2 separate regions of the Rattus norvegicus genome follow, and region 2 is linked to region 1. The links are chromatin contacts, called in public Hi-C maps. All regions are on one chromosome and are shown on one strand. Each heading gives the region's core, a stretch centred on a gene start, on an enhancer-like site or on the middle of the called end of the contact. The rest is flanking DNA. Distances are from core to core; before and after follow the strand shown.

Region 1 (5,909 bases), core at 2,105-4,604:
ACTGTCTTAGTCAGGGTTCCTATTCCTGCATAAACATCATGACCAAGAAGCAAGTTGGGGAGGAAAGGGTTTATTCAGCTTACACTTCCACACTGCTGTTCATCACCAAAGGAAGTCAGGACTGGACCTCAAGCAGGGCAGGAAGCAGGAGCTGCTGCAGAGGCCATGGAGGGATGTTACTTACTGGCTTGCTTCCCCTAGCTTGCTCAGCTTGCTCTCTTATAGAACCCAAGACCACCAACCCAGGGACTGCACCACCCACAAAGGGCTGGGTCCTTCCCCCTTGATCACTAATTGAGAAAATGTCTTACAGCTGGGTCTCATGAAAGCATTTCCACAACTGAGACTTCTTTTCCTGTGTTGACTCCAGCTTGTGTCAAGTTGACACACAAAACCAGCCAGTACAGTAACCAAACAGCTCAGACTAAAATGTAATTGCATATATTTCAACAACTCTAATAGAAATAGAAAAGAAACAGTTCGTGAATAAGTCAAGCACACCGACTGAAGTTCGGAACTTCAGTAACCACACAATCCTGCATGAGACCCGCACATGGGCACATAGATCCAAGCACAAGAAGAAATTCTTCCCTATGTCTCCCATGTCTCAGAAAGACAAAGATAAATGCTAGTTTACAAATGTTTTTAATGAAAACCAGTGGTTATGCATGCTGACTCATTAATAATTTTCTACAAGTGTTTAAACAGATGCTAACGGTACTGAATTTATCAATTCTAGGAATAAGTGATGGGCACCTCCAGAATGGTACTTCCTTTTCTAGTTCTTGAAAGAAAAAGGAAGGAGACAACATAAAAGAAGCATGGCAGAGTAAATTTTCAATCAAGGCCCTCAAAATGTAAGAGACATGTTACCCAATGTTGCTGCCGGAGAGCCATTGGGAAACAGATAAACCAAAAGTTCGTCCCTCATGAATTGCACAACCTGAAGTTTACGTGGAAATGGACACAATTAAGGCTTTTAGACAGATGAATCAGGTTCCAGATGCACATATTCCTTAGCAAAAATTTTGTTTAAGGAATTACATTAATGGCCAAGGGACTGGTATTTTCTTCATCCTCAGTTACTGGATCAGCTTTGGTATTTTGTGCAAAACCTCGAAATGCATTCTACCATCAAAACAGACAGTTGGATTTCTTCTTCCCCTTACACCCGTTAGGGCATGTGTATTTTCATGATCACTTAAGAGTCACAGATTCCTTCTCCCACAATGCTTTGGCACTTAGGGAACTTCCTGCACAGAATTCACCATTTGTCACATAACAAAAACTAAGTAGAAAGAAAGATGTTAAATCTTGTCAACCTTTGCCTGACTAGACCCTAGCTTAGTCCTTAAACTAATAAGTAGGTAATAAATAGCCAATAATACAATAATAAATACATTATTGGTAGCTTATGCTAATAAATTTATAGTCTACTACACTAAAAAATCATTCATTTTTTTAAAGATGTATCTTACCATTAATGATGTGTCTGTGTGGTTTTGCTCATAGAGTGCCAGTGGCTGAGGAGGCCAGAGGTCAGAGACCCTTGGAGCTGGAGTTAGGACAGAGCTGTGAACCATCAATGGACACACTGGGGACTGGACTTGAGTCCTCTATAAGAGCAATATGTGATCTTAGACTTTGTGCCATCTCTGCAGCATGAAAGAGATGCTTTCATTTTATTCTCCTTAATTTTTAAAGTATAATTACATAATTTCCCTGTTTCCTACCTCTACTCTCCATGTATCGATGCTCCCTTTATCTCATTATGGTCTCTATTTCTCTCAGTGTTTTGCAAATATATATATATATATATATATGCATTCATATATAAAATATATTATATATATTTCTAAATATATAAATGTATGCCACCCAGTCCATATGTTACTTGTATGTTTATGATCTTGGAGTATATTCTTTTCCATCAAAAGCTTAGAAATAGCCCAGACCTTGCAAATTAGGATCAGTTTCCTCCTATTACATGATCACGTTCCAACTGAATGAAGCTGTGAAGTGATTGACAGATGTAAAAACTGGGGATCTACAAGGGACTGAGAGTTTGTCAGATAATATGAGTGACGGAAAGTTGACTTTCATGATCAAAGTTCTTAAACCTAAAACTGTTAAAGATAAGTATAAGAAATACTACGTTCAGTGTGTCTCTAAGGATCTGTTGGATAGCTAGATGGCCAATCATCTTTGACTTTTCAATTACTGCTGAATATCTGCTTCCTTCCCTTCCCCTCTGGGTATCATTAACAGAACATAGCATTGGTCATAGTCACAGGGAAGGGCAGCATCCTTATCCCAGCCCTGTGCTCCCTCATCTCTGTTATGCCTAGAGGAGGCTTCTCCATGCTTCTTCATGATTTGATAAGGAAATGAGGCTTGGGGAAAATTTCATGGAAGTTGGGATAAAGGGCTCACAGTATCTAAGTCTTCGGGAACTGAAACATGATCGACTGGTTCTGAAACCAGGCCTTTAACGTTATCTACCTGTAATTCAGAGGGTGCAGAAAAAAAAAGAATCCCCAGGTTAAGATGTAGTAAATGGTACCAAACATCCGTGACTCAACTCCTCCCATCCCTGCTAATTAATCAATACATAACAGCTCTGAATGCACGTTTCTTCTAGATTAGCACGAGAGGGTCCCAGTTAAATATCATTCACTGACAGAAACTGTTGTTTTCATTTTTTATTTTAAAACCTTTTAAGGAAGTTTGCTTGTAAAGGCAAGTTATTTTCCTAGGCAATAAACCCAGCTTCTAAATAAACACTGACTTACAGAACCCTGGCCCTCCGGTACCCTTGTACTGTTGGGAGGGGACCTTCTAAACAAAAAGCTTCAACAGAAATTAACAGCAACTACAGTGATATATAGCCACATCTCCCATAACTAGTGGCGTTTCCCCTGGAAAGGGATGTGGAAAGGGAGGTTGAAAATGTTCTTAATCTGAAAAGAATTCTGTCCCCACCTCTCTCTACTGTCTCTCCCGCTTCCGTGTCCTCTTCCTCTGTGTTCGAGTGCATTCTGACCACTAAGCTTGGGTGGAAAGTTGAAAGACAGCAAACCTGCTACACCCAGCCAGGGCTCCCGATAGGTGGGCGAGCAAAGTTCTAGGGCTGAGCGTTCCTTTCTCAGCTCCTGGCCATGCAGGCGCTCGCGGATACCTGCCCTGCTTGGCGCGGCACTGAAGATTCGCCGCGGCGGAACAGTTGAATCTCCATCTGGCTACCAACCCACCCAAGCTTTCTTCTCCTCCATCACCACCTTCCTGCCTCCCCCTCCTCCCCCTCCTTTCCGTCTTCCCTCTCCACCCCCGCCCCCAATCTCCTCCTCTTTTTCTCACTACAAGCGGTTGCTGATGCTGAAGCCGAGCGTCACTTCGGCTCCCACGGCAGACATGGCGACATTGACAGTGGTCCAGCCGCTTACTCTGGACAGAGGTAAGGGAGCGGCTGGTCCGTCAGGCCACACAGTCCGCACGGTTTCGCCTTCCATTCTGCCCAGTCCCACAGGGAAGGCAGGATGCGCTCGGGCAGGGGCAGCTGGGGGAGGAGGATCAACCCAGGAGGGTTTCGCGCCCAGAACAGGACACTTTCTTCCCCTCTCTCCTCGCCTGGTCCCTGCCGCCCCTTCTTGCTGCGCTCGCCGGGGCGTGGGTGCTTGCCAGAGCTCGATGCTTCAGCTGCCAGTCTCAGTCCCTCTCCGGGTCGCCTCCGAGCCCCGGCTTTGTTGGAGAGGATGAGCAGGGACCGCTGAGCGCTAGTGACTGGAGGTTGGAGATGGGCACAGAAAGCCCTTCCAGCTAACGCTGCTAAGGGACCAGTGGGGAAGCCAACTGCCAACTGCCGGCGCGGGGACCCGGAGGGAGGAAGTTTGTCCCTGCGCTGGAAACGAGGGGTCTGTGCAGCTGCGGTGACAGGGAGATCGCCCCAAGGCGGCAGGGCGCTTGGATGGGTAGCTGGGTGCAAAGCCTCCGGGCTGCCGAGCCAGGGCCCTGCCCTCGGGCGAAAGGGCAGAGCAGAGCCGGGGCAACCTTCGCCGGCTCGGGGACATCGCATCCAAGAGCCCAGCCGGCTTGGCTCCGGCATGCGGTCCGGAGCTGCGGCTCGGGTCGCGGTACTCCCTCACCCTGCAGTTTCAGGGCGATAGCAACTCCTGTTTCCTGCTCCAGCAAACCTTGTTCTTCACCAGCCAAGTGCACCTCAGTGCCTGGGCTGCAGAAGGCGCGGAGACAAAGCGCAGGCTGGGTAACTGTTTAACTTCTAGCCTGTGACCTGTGCGTCCTACTCTTTGGTTGAATGGGAAACAGCGTTTGCTCAAACCTTCACAAACCTGGTTACCGGTTTCTCCTCTAGGATCCGGCCCTGCCTAGCGCACCGGAGTAGTACCTGGCTGTAAATGGGAGTTTCCTTTCTGCCTCACCGGGTCCAGTTACTAGGGCGCCAGAGTCCCAGCTCTGCAGAGAGAGGGCACCTCTAGCTCTGGGTCCGCAGCGGCGGGGCTTAGGACCCGGTGCAGCCATTTGAAAATGCTGTGCTCAGAAGAAAATGATTTAGTCCTTGTCCCTCTAAAATTTCTCTTTCTGGAGGATTAAACTAGAGGGCCCAGCAAGGCAAAAAGAGCATCCTACTGCGAGCACAGTGGCAAAGCTGGTAAACTGTGTTTCAGGTTCTTAATTTGGAGAGATCTCTGGTGACTTTAACTCAATCTGTTGGTGCCAGAACGGATATTATGCGGTGCCCATAGCAACCTTACTTAGGGTAAGAGTTGAACAATAATTGATTTTTATGTTGGGAAATGTTCGTTTACAAGCTTGCAAATTAATAACAGCAAAGAGCTCAGAAGTCCGCCGTGTAATCTATGATTTTAGTCCCAATATCATCTGCACTAAGCAGGATAAATCCATTGCTGGTAAGAGCCAAGCAGATGGCAGGCTATTAAAAACGATGGGTTTCCCAAGTATTTCTGTTTTAATGTGATGAGCTCTTCTATTGTCCCATTACTGAATTACAGTCATTAAACATCCCAAGTTTAACTATATTAAACTTCCCAAGTTCTATGTTAGAAGCAAACACTCCAAGAAGACCACAAACCCAAGAAAATTTACATCCCAGCACTACTATTAGTAGTATAACTAGTCCACTTTGGGGAAGTTTATCTTAGCCCTTGGGCGCCCCAGTAGTTGTCCAGAGAAGACCAAGATTTAAAGTGTGTTCATGTTTATAGTCAGATGGTACCTGTCCTTCTGTGATTAGATCTGTAGAGTAAGTAACTCAGGAAGCAAAGCTTGGTTACTTATGTGAACATCTGAATTATTGAATCACTGGCTTTAACTGCTTGGGTTGTAAGAAGACGGTAAAGTTATCTTCCCTTTACTTCACTGTGATAGTAACTTAATATGATTAACTAAGTAATTTTATTAGGTTGATGAAATACAGGATTCTAAACTTTGTCCTGGTGTGTTGGGCATTGGGGATTTGGGTAAGCTAATTGTGACGCTGTGCAGTGTTAGTCTGTAATTCAGTTATCCCAACTTAGGTCTTACCATTTGGCCACCTACTGGAGATTTTGGGTCACTCCAAGTTCCCAGAGTGCCATTTGATACATTGGCTGGGGTGGTGGCAGCCCACATTATATATACAAAGGCTTTTGGCTCCATCAAGGCCCTTATAACCCTTCTTTAGTTTGTCTCCCCAAAATGGTAAAGCTCCTTGAAGTTATTTCTTAATCCATCTTTGAATTCCTCATCGTCCCTGACTTGTGATGGAATAGAAAGTTAATGTAGACTAGTGATAGTGAAATAAAGCCTGGAGTAAGTCAAGAACTGTTAATTAGACAGATTGCATATGAGAGTGGAGTGCAATCCATGGAGTTCTGGCATTGCAGAGCCATCGA
Region 2 (6,243 bases), core at 2,544-5,043, 100 kb after region 1:
TGAAACAGATGTTGTAAACCAAATAGATTTAACAGAACCTTTCATCCATAAACAAAACAATATACCTTCTTCTCACCACCTTATGGAACCTTGTCCAAAGTCAACCATATAGTAGTTCATCAAGCAAGCCAGAGATAAGAAGATTGAAATAACCCCTTGCATTTTATCAGATTATCACTAGTAAAGGATGGACTTTAACAACAGAAACAAGAGAAAGTCCACATGCTCCTGGAAACTGAATAGCTATCTATGCAATGTTCTCTTGGTTAGTGAGGAAATAAAGAAATTAAAGACTTTATAGAAGTCAATGAAAATTAGTATACAGCATACCCAAACGTATGGTACAAAATGAAAGCAGCGTTAAGGGGAAAACTCGTAGCACTGAGTGCCTTCATAAAGAACTTGAAGAGATCTTACACTACCAACTTTACAGAGCACTTGAAAGCTCTACAACGAAAAGAAGCAAACACTCCCAAGATGATAGTATGTGGTAGGAAATAATCAATATCAGGGCTGAATCAATCAGTTACAAACTAAATAATACAAAAAAAAATCAACAACACCAAGAACGGGCTCTTCAAGAAAATCAACAAGATAGACAAACCCTTAGCCAAACTAACTAAAAGGCAAAGCGACAGCATACAAATAACAAAAGGGAGACATAACAACAGTAACTGAGGAACTATAGCTCAAATGCCTATACTCCACAAAACTGGAAAACCTAAACAAAACGGATGATTTTCTACACAGATACCACTTACCAAAGTTAAATCAGATCATGTAAACTATCTAAACTGTCCTATAACTCCTAATGAAATAGTAGCAGTCATTAAAAGCCTCCCAATACAAAAAAAAAAAAGCCCAGGGCCAGTTTTAGTTTAGTTGTCTCAAACTTTCAAACAAAAACTAATACCAATACTCCTCAAACTATCAGACAAAATAGAAACATAAGGAACACTACCTAGTTCAGACTATAAATCCTCAGTTACCCTCATGCTTAAATCACACAAAGATTCAACAAAGAGAGAGAACTTCATACAAATTTTACTTATGAACATCCACACAAAATTACTGAATAAAACTCTCACAAACCAAATCCAAGAACACATCAAAAACATTATTTACCACAACCAAGTAGACTTAATCCCAGCGATTCAGGGATGGTTCAATGTATGGAATCCATTAATATAATTCACTATATAAACAAACTAAAAGAAAGCAATTACATGATCATCTCATTAGATGCTGAAAAAGCCTTTGACAAAATCCCACACCTCTTCATGCTAAAAGTCTTGGAGAGATCAAGATTCAAGGCATATACCTAAACATAGTAAAAGCAATATACATCAAACCAATAGCCAGCATTGAATTACAGGGAGAGAGAATTGAAGCAATCCCACTAAAGTCAAGGACAAGACAAGGCTGCCTAGTCTCTCCCTCTCTATTCAATATAGAACTCGAGGTTGTAGCTACAGCAAGAAGATAACAAAAGGAGGACCAAGCTGATGCAAATTGGAGAGGAAGAAAGCAAGGGATCACTATTCACAGGATAGTATAGATAAATAACCCCCAAAATTCTACCAGAGAACTCCTACAACTGATAAACAATTTGAACCAAGTGGCTGAATACAAAATCAACAGAAAGAAATCAGTAACCTTCCTTTATAAAAATGCCAAAATACTAAAATGAAAACAACACACTTCACAATTGCTACAAATAATATAAAATATCTTGGTATAACTCTAACCAAGCAAGTGAAAGACATTTCTGACAAGAACTTCAAGTTCCAGAAGAAAGAAATTGTAGGAGATATCAAAGGGTGGAAAGATTCCCCACGCTCATAGATTACGAGGATTAACATAGTGAAAATGGCCATCTTACCAAAAGCAATCTAAAGATTCAACACAATTTGCATCAAAATTCCAACACATTTTTTACAGACCTTGAAAGAACAATTTTCAATTTCATATGGAAAACAAAAACAAAAACAAAAAAAACAAAAAAAAACCCAAACAAACAAAAGAAGAGGATAACCAAAAATATCCTGAACAATAAAAGGATTTCAGGAGGAATGAACATCCATGACCTCAAGTTGGACTGCACAGCAATAGTGATAAAAGGAAAAAAAATTACCGTGCATTGCTACAGAGACAGGTTGATCAATGGAATAGGATTGCAGACCGAGAAATAAACCCACAAATCTATGGACGCTTGATTTTTGACAAAGCCAAAACCATACAGTGGAAAAAAGAAAGCATCTTCAAGAAATGGTCTAACTGGGTGTCAGCATGTTGAAGAATGCAAATAGATCCATATTTATCACCCTGCACAAAACTCAAGTTGAATTGGATTAAGGACCTCAACATTAAACCGGATACAATGAATCTGGTAAAAGAGAAAATGGGAATTAACTTGAACACATTAGTGGAGGAGAAAATTTCCTGCACAGAACAGGTTTTAAGATCAATTTTAGAACAATTGATTTGTGGGACCTCATGAAACTGAAACGCTTCTGTAATGCAGAGGACACTGTCAGTAGGACAAAACAGCAGCCTACAGATTTGGAAAAGTTCTTCATTAACTAGACATCTGACAGAGGGTTAATATCCAAAATATATAAAGAACTCAAGAAGTTAGACTCTCACGAACCAAATAACCCAATTAAAACTGGGTTTCAAAGCTAAACAGAGACTTCTCAACAGAGTTATTTCACATGGCTGAGAAGCACTTAAATGGTCAACATCCTTAGTCATCAGGGAAAAGCAAGTCAAAACAGCCCTGAGATTCCACCTCACACTGGGCAGAGTGGGTAAGATCAAAAACTCAAGCAACAGCACATGCTCATGAGGATGTGGAGCAGAGGGAACACTTCTTCATTGCTGGTGGCATTTCCAACTTGTACAACCACTCAGGAAATCAATCTGGCGGTTCCTCAAAAAATTAGAAATAGTTCTACCTGAAGACCCAGCTCTACTGCTCCTGAGCAAAGATCCAAAGGATGCTCAACCACACCACCAGGACATGTGCTCCACTATGCTCATAGTGAGCCAATCCCCGATACTATTAATGATACTCTGTTATGTTTCTAGACAGGAGTCTATCATGGCTGTCTTCTGAGAGGCTCTACCCAGCAACTTACTAAGAGGGATGCAGATACCACAGCCAAATAGTGAATGGAGTTTGGGGACTCTTGTTGAAGAATAGGGGGAAGGGTTGCAGCCCCAAAGGGGAAAGGAACACTACAGGAAGATCAACATAGTCAACTAACCTGAACCCTTGGGGCTCTCAGAGACTGAACTACCAGCCAAAGAGCATACATGAACTGGATGTAGGCCTGCCCCCCAACACACACACACACACACACACACACACACACACACACACACAGTTAGCAGATGTAGATCCCAAATAACTGGAGTGGGACCTATCCCTGAAGGTGTTGCATATCTGTGGAATACATTCTTCTAGCTGGGAAGCCTTGTTTGGCCTCCAAATGAGGAAGCACCTAGTCCCACAGAAACTTGGTATGCCTGGGTGAGAGGATATCAGGGCTGGGGCTCACCCTCTCAGAGGAGAAGGGGAGGGGGACAAAGGGAGGGACTATGGAAAGGGGCAGCGATCTGGATGTAAAGTGAATAAATAAATAAAAAGAAAAGATTAAATAGCAATTCTGTTATGAAATCATGTTCTTTCAGTTTTGGAAAGGGATTGTTTCCTTTAATGATTTAGAACAACAATATCAACCAACAAGAACCCCCAGAGCTCCCAGGGATTAATCACTAACCAAAGGGTACACATGGAGTGACCTATGACTCCAGCCACATATGTAGCAAGGATGGCCTTGCTGGACATCAGTGGGAGGAGAGGCCTTTGGCTATGGGAAGACTCAATGCCCCAGTGTAGGGGAATGCCAGGGTGGGGAGGCAGGAGTGGGTGGGTAGGTGGGAGAACACCCTCATAGGGAAGATGGGATAGGGGTTTTCCGGAAAAGAAACTGTGAAAGGGGATTGCACTTGAAACATAAGTAAAATATCCAATAAAAATGATTTAGCACAGCTGGCACACAGAATAACTCAGAAAAGAGTATTAGATAAACACATTTCAATGAACTATTTGAACCAACATACCACCATTGTTTTGTTTTTATCTAGTCGACTTACCTCTCTAAATTTTTAGCAACTTAGCAAAAGGTCTAAATGCTCAAAATGTCATGGGATCTCTTGGAGTATTTCAAAGTTAGGAAATCACTAATATTGAAATAGAAGGCAAAAAGGCACTAGACCTTCTAACAATGATCTAATATGGCTAGAAGTGCATGCTGCTCAATGGAATTTGCCTACAAATGTCACAGCTCAAAGTTATCGCAAATCTGTGACAGGGGATTCAGAGGATAATAAACACCACTTTCCTTTGTCAAAGCACACACAACTATCTTCTCTTTTGCCTTTAAGAACCCTTTCTGGTGTCCAGCAAAATGAGTGTTTTTCCCTGATAATTTTCTTCAAAATAGGGAAGGGTATTTTTAGTTGTCCTTGACAAGAAAGGCACGCAGGGATGAATCGCTTTCCCTTAGGAAATGAGAGGCACAGGAGGTTTATTAGGTTATCCACCCCATGCAGACTGAATATCTCAAAGATTTGACCTGACTGGATCACTAAACTCTGTTCCTCATTTCACTTTTGAAGACCAAGCATTCCAAATCTACTGTGCTTTGTAGAAATAAAAAGACAGACAACAATATTGGATTGGTTTCGCTCAGTATGCTCGCATTATAAAAAGTTTATCATGCTGTCTCCCTCACTTTTGCTCAGAGTCATGGATTTGGGGGTCGGGGAGGATTGGGGATACAGAATTGGTGCAGCTACCACTTGCTGAAAGGCAGCAGACATTGCCAAGTATCTCCAGAGAACAAATTGGTCCCCAGTTGAGAGCCCTAGCTGTTCATATATTGTTTATCCTGGGAGATTTTTCCCCAAAGACCCCAGGATCAAATAAGATGAGCAATGTCATGACAGTAGTGCTATTAGCAAACTTTCAGTTATCTAACTACATATGGCAAACTGTTATGTTCTTATCCAGTCGTCATAAAAGACTTACCGCTTTAAGGCACATTTTCCAATTGAGAACATTGAGCCCCAGGGAAATCAAGCACTTAACTGACCAACATCATACAATTGGAAAGCTGAACAGCCAGCCTGGGATTGTTTTCAAGCCATCTCCAGAGCCTGTGCAATCATCTAGACAGTTCTGCCCTTTTAGAATCCTGGTTTTTAATTGAAAATTCAAATCTGAATATTGAGGATAATTATTTTTAATTTGCAATAGTTATCAAGTATTTACATTTTCTCCCTAACAAAAAATGACCTTTTGCCCTAATCAGTTGATGACACTCTTTTAATTATTTGCTAAGTGATGGTCTTTATAAACATCTGTGAATGCAAACAAAGAAATCACTAATCAACATGACCCCCAGCAAGTTCAGAAAGCCAGGAAGTCTAGGAGAGATGTGGGAAACATTTATTCAGGGAGATAAATCTTGAATTAGACCTTTGAACATCCTCATAAACTTTGGTAAACAAATGCCCACCAGGCAGAGAAATATTTCTGTCAGCATTATAGGGATGTTCAAAGACCTCAAAGACCTGGACCAGTGGAAGGGTTCATTATGGAACTTGCAAGAGCCAGGAACACAGGAGAGGTTAAAAATAAAGAAGAGAGGGGTTGGGGATTTAGCTCAGTGGTAGAGCACTTGCCTAGCAAGCGCAAGGCCCTGGGTTCGGTCCCCAGCTCCTAAAAGAAGAAAAAAGAAAAAAAATGAAGAAGAGACTTGGTTCTTCACAGTGAGTGATTTCTGGACTGGTTTGTCACTTGAGGGCAGAGGATAGCCAAAATCACACTAGACACATGGTCAGGTCGGTACTTGGCCAGACAGCTGAGGTGAAGGAATTTTTAACTGTGAGACTATGTGCATGAGCGAGGAACATTGAGTAGGAGATAATGAGTTAGGAGTGGAAAATGTGTCTGATGAGAGAGTTTATTAACAAGAGAAGCAAGGCAGGGGAGGAGGGATTCCTCCTCTTAGTCAGCTATGAAAATAAATAAGTAGAATATATTTGTGCAAGAGCTATCAAGGAAGCAAAACAATGTACTTCCAGGGATTGTGGCTTGGCAGCCATTTTAGGAACCTGCAGAATATGGAGTAACACACTTCTGAATTGTCCTACTATATATAGATTTCCCAT

Evidence for each region. Hi-C and Micro-C count contacts between places; a contact is called where the count stands out from the background.
Region 2: a contact with region 1 is called in a Hi-C map of liver, with 3 times the contacts expected there. The contact joins the enhancer-like site here to the promoter of Lin7a in region 1. A contact is called at or near these places in 6 of 12 Hi-C or Micro-C datasets (Schwann cells, frontal cortex, hepatocytes and 2 more).

What each region holds. Positions count from the first base shown.
Region 1 is chr7:44,470,214-44,476,122 of GRCr8, forward strand. It overlaps Lin7a (lin-7 homolog A, crumbs cell polarity complex component), which reads left to right and starts at 3,355. Exons shown (of 6, transcript NM_001408921.1): 1 at 3,355-3,454. The coding sequence starts at 3,373.
Region 2 is chr7:44,570,383-44,576,625 of GRCr8, forward strand. All of the region lies in intron 2 of Lin7a (lin-7 homolog A, crumbs cell polarity complex component), which reads left to right. Among named protein-coding and RNA genes, the nearest start is that of Lin7a, 100 kb to the left of the region's middle. Within about 2 kb of position 3,794, at least 2 of the 93 cell types and tissues checked have an H3K27ac peak or open chromatin away from gene starts, as enhancers often do. A contact at or near this core is called in hepatocytes and liver, where this site is marked.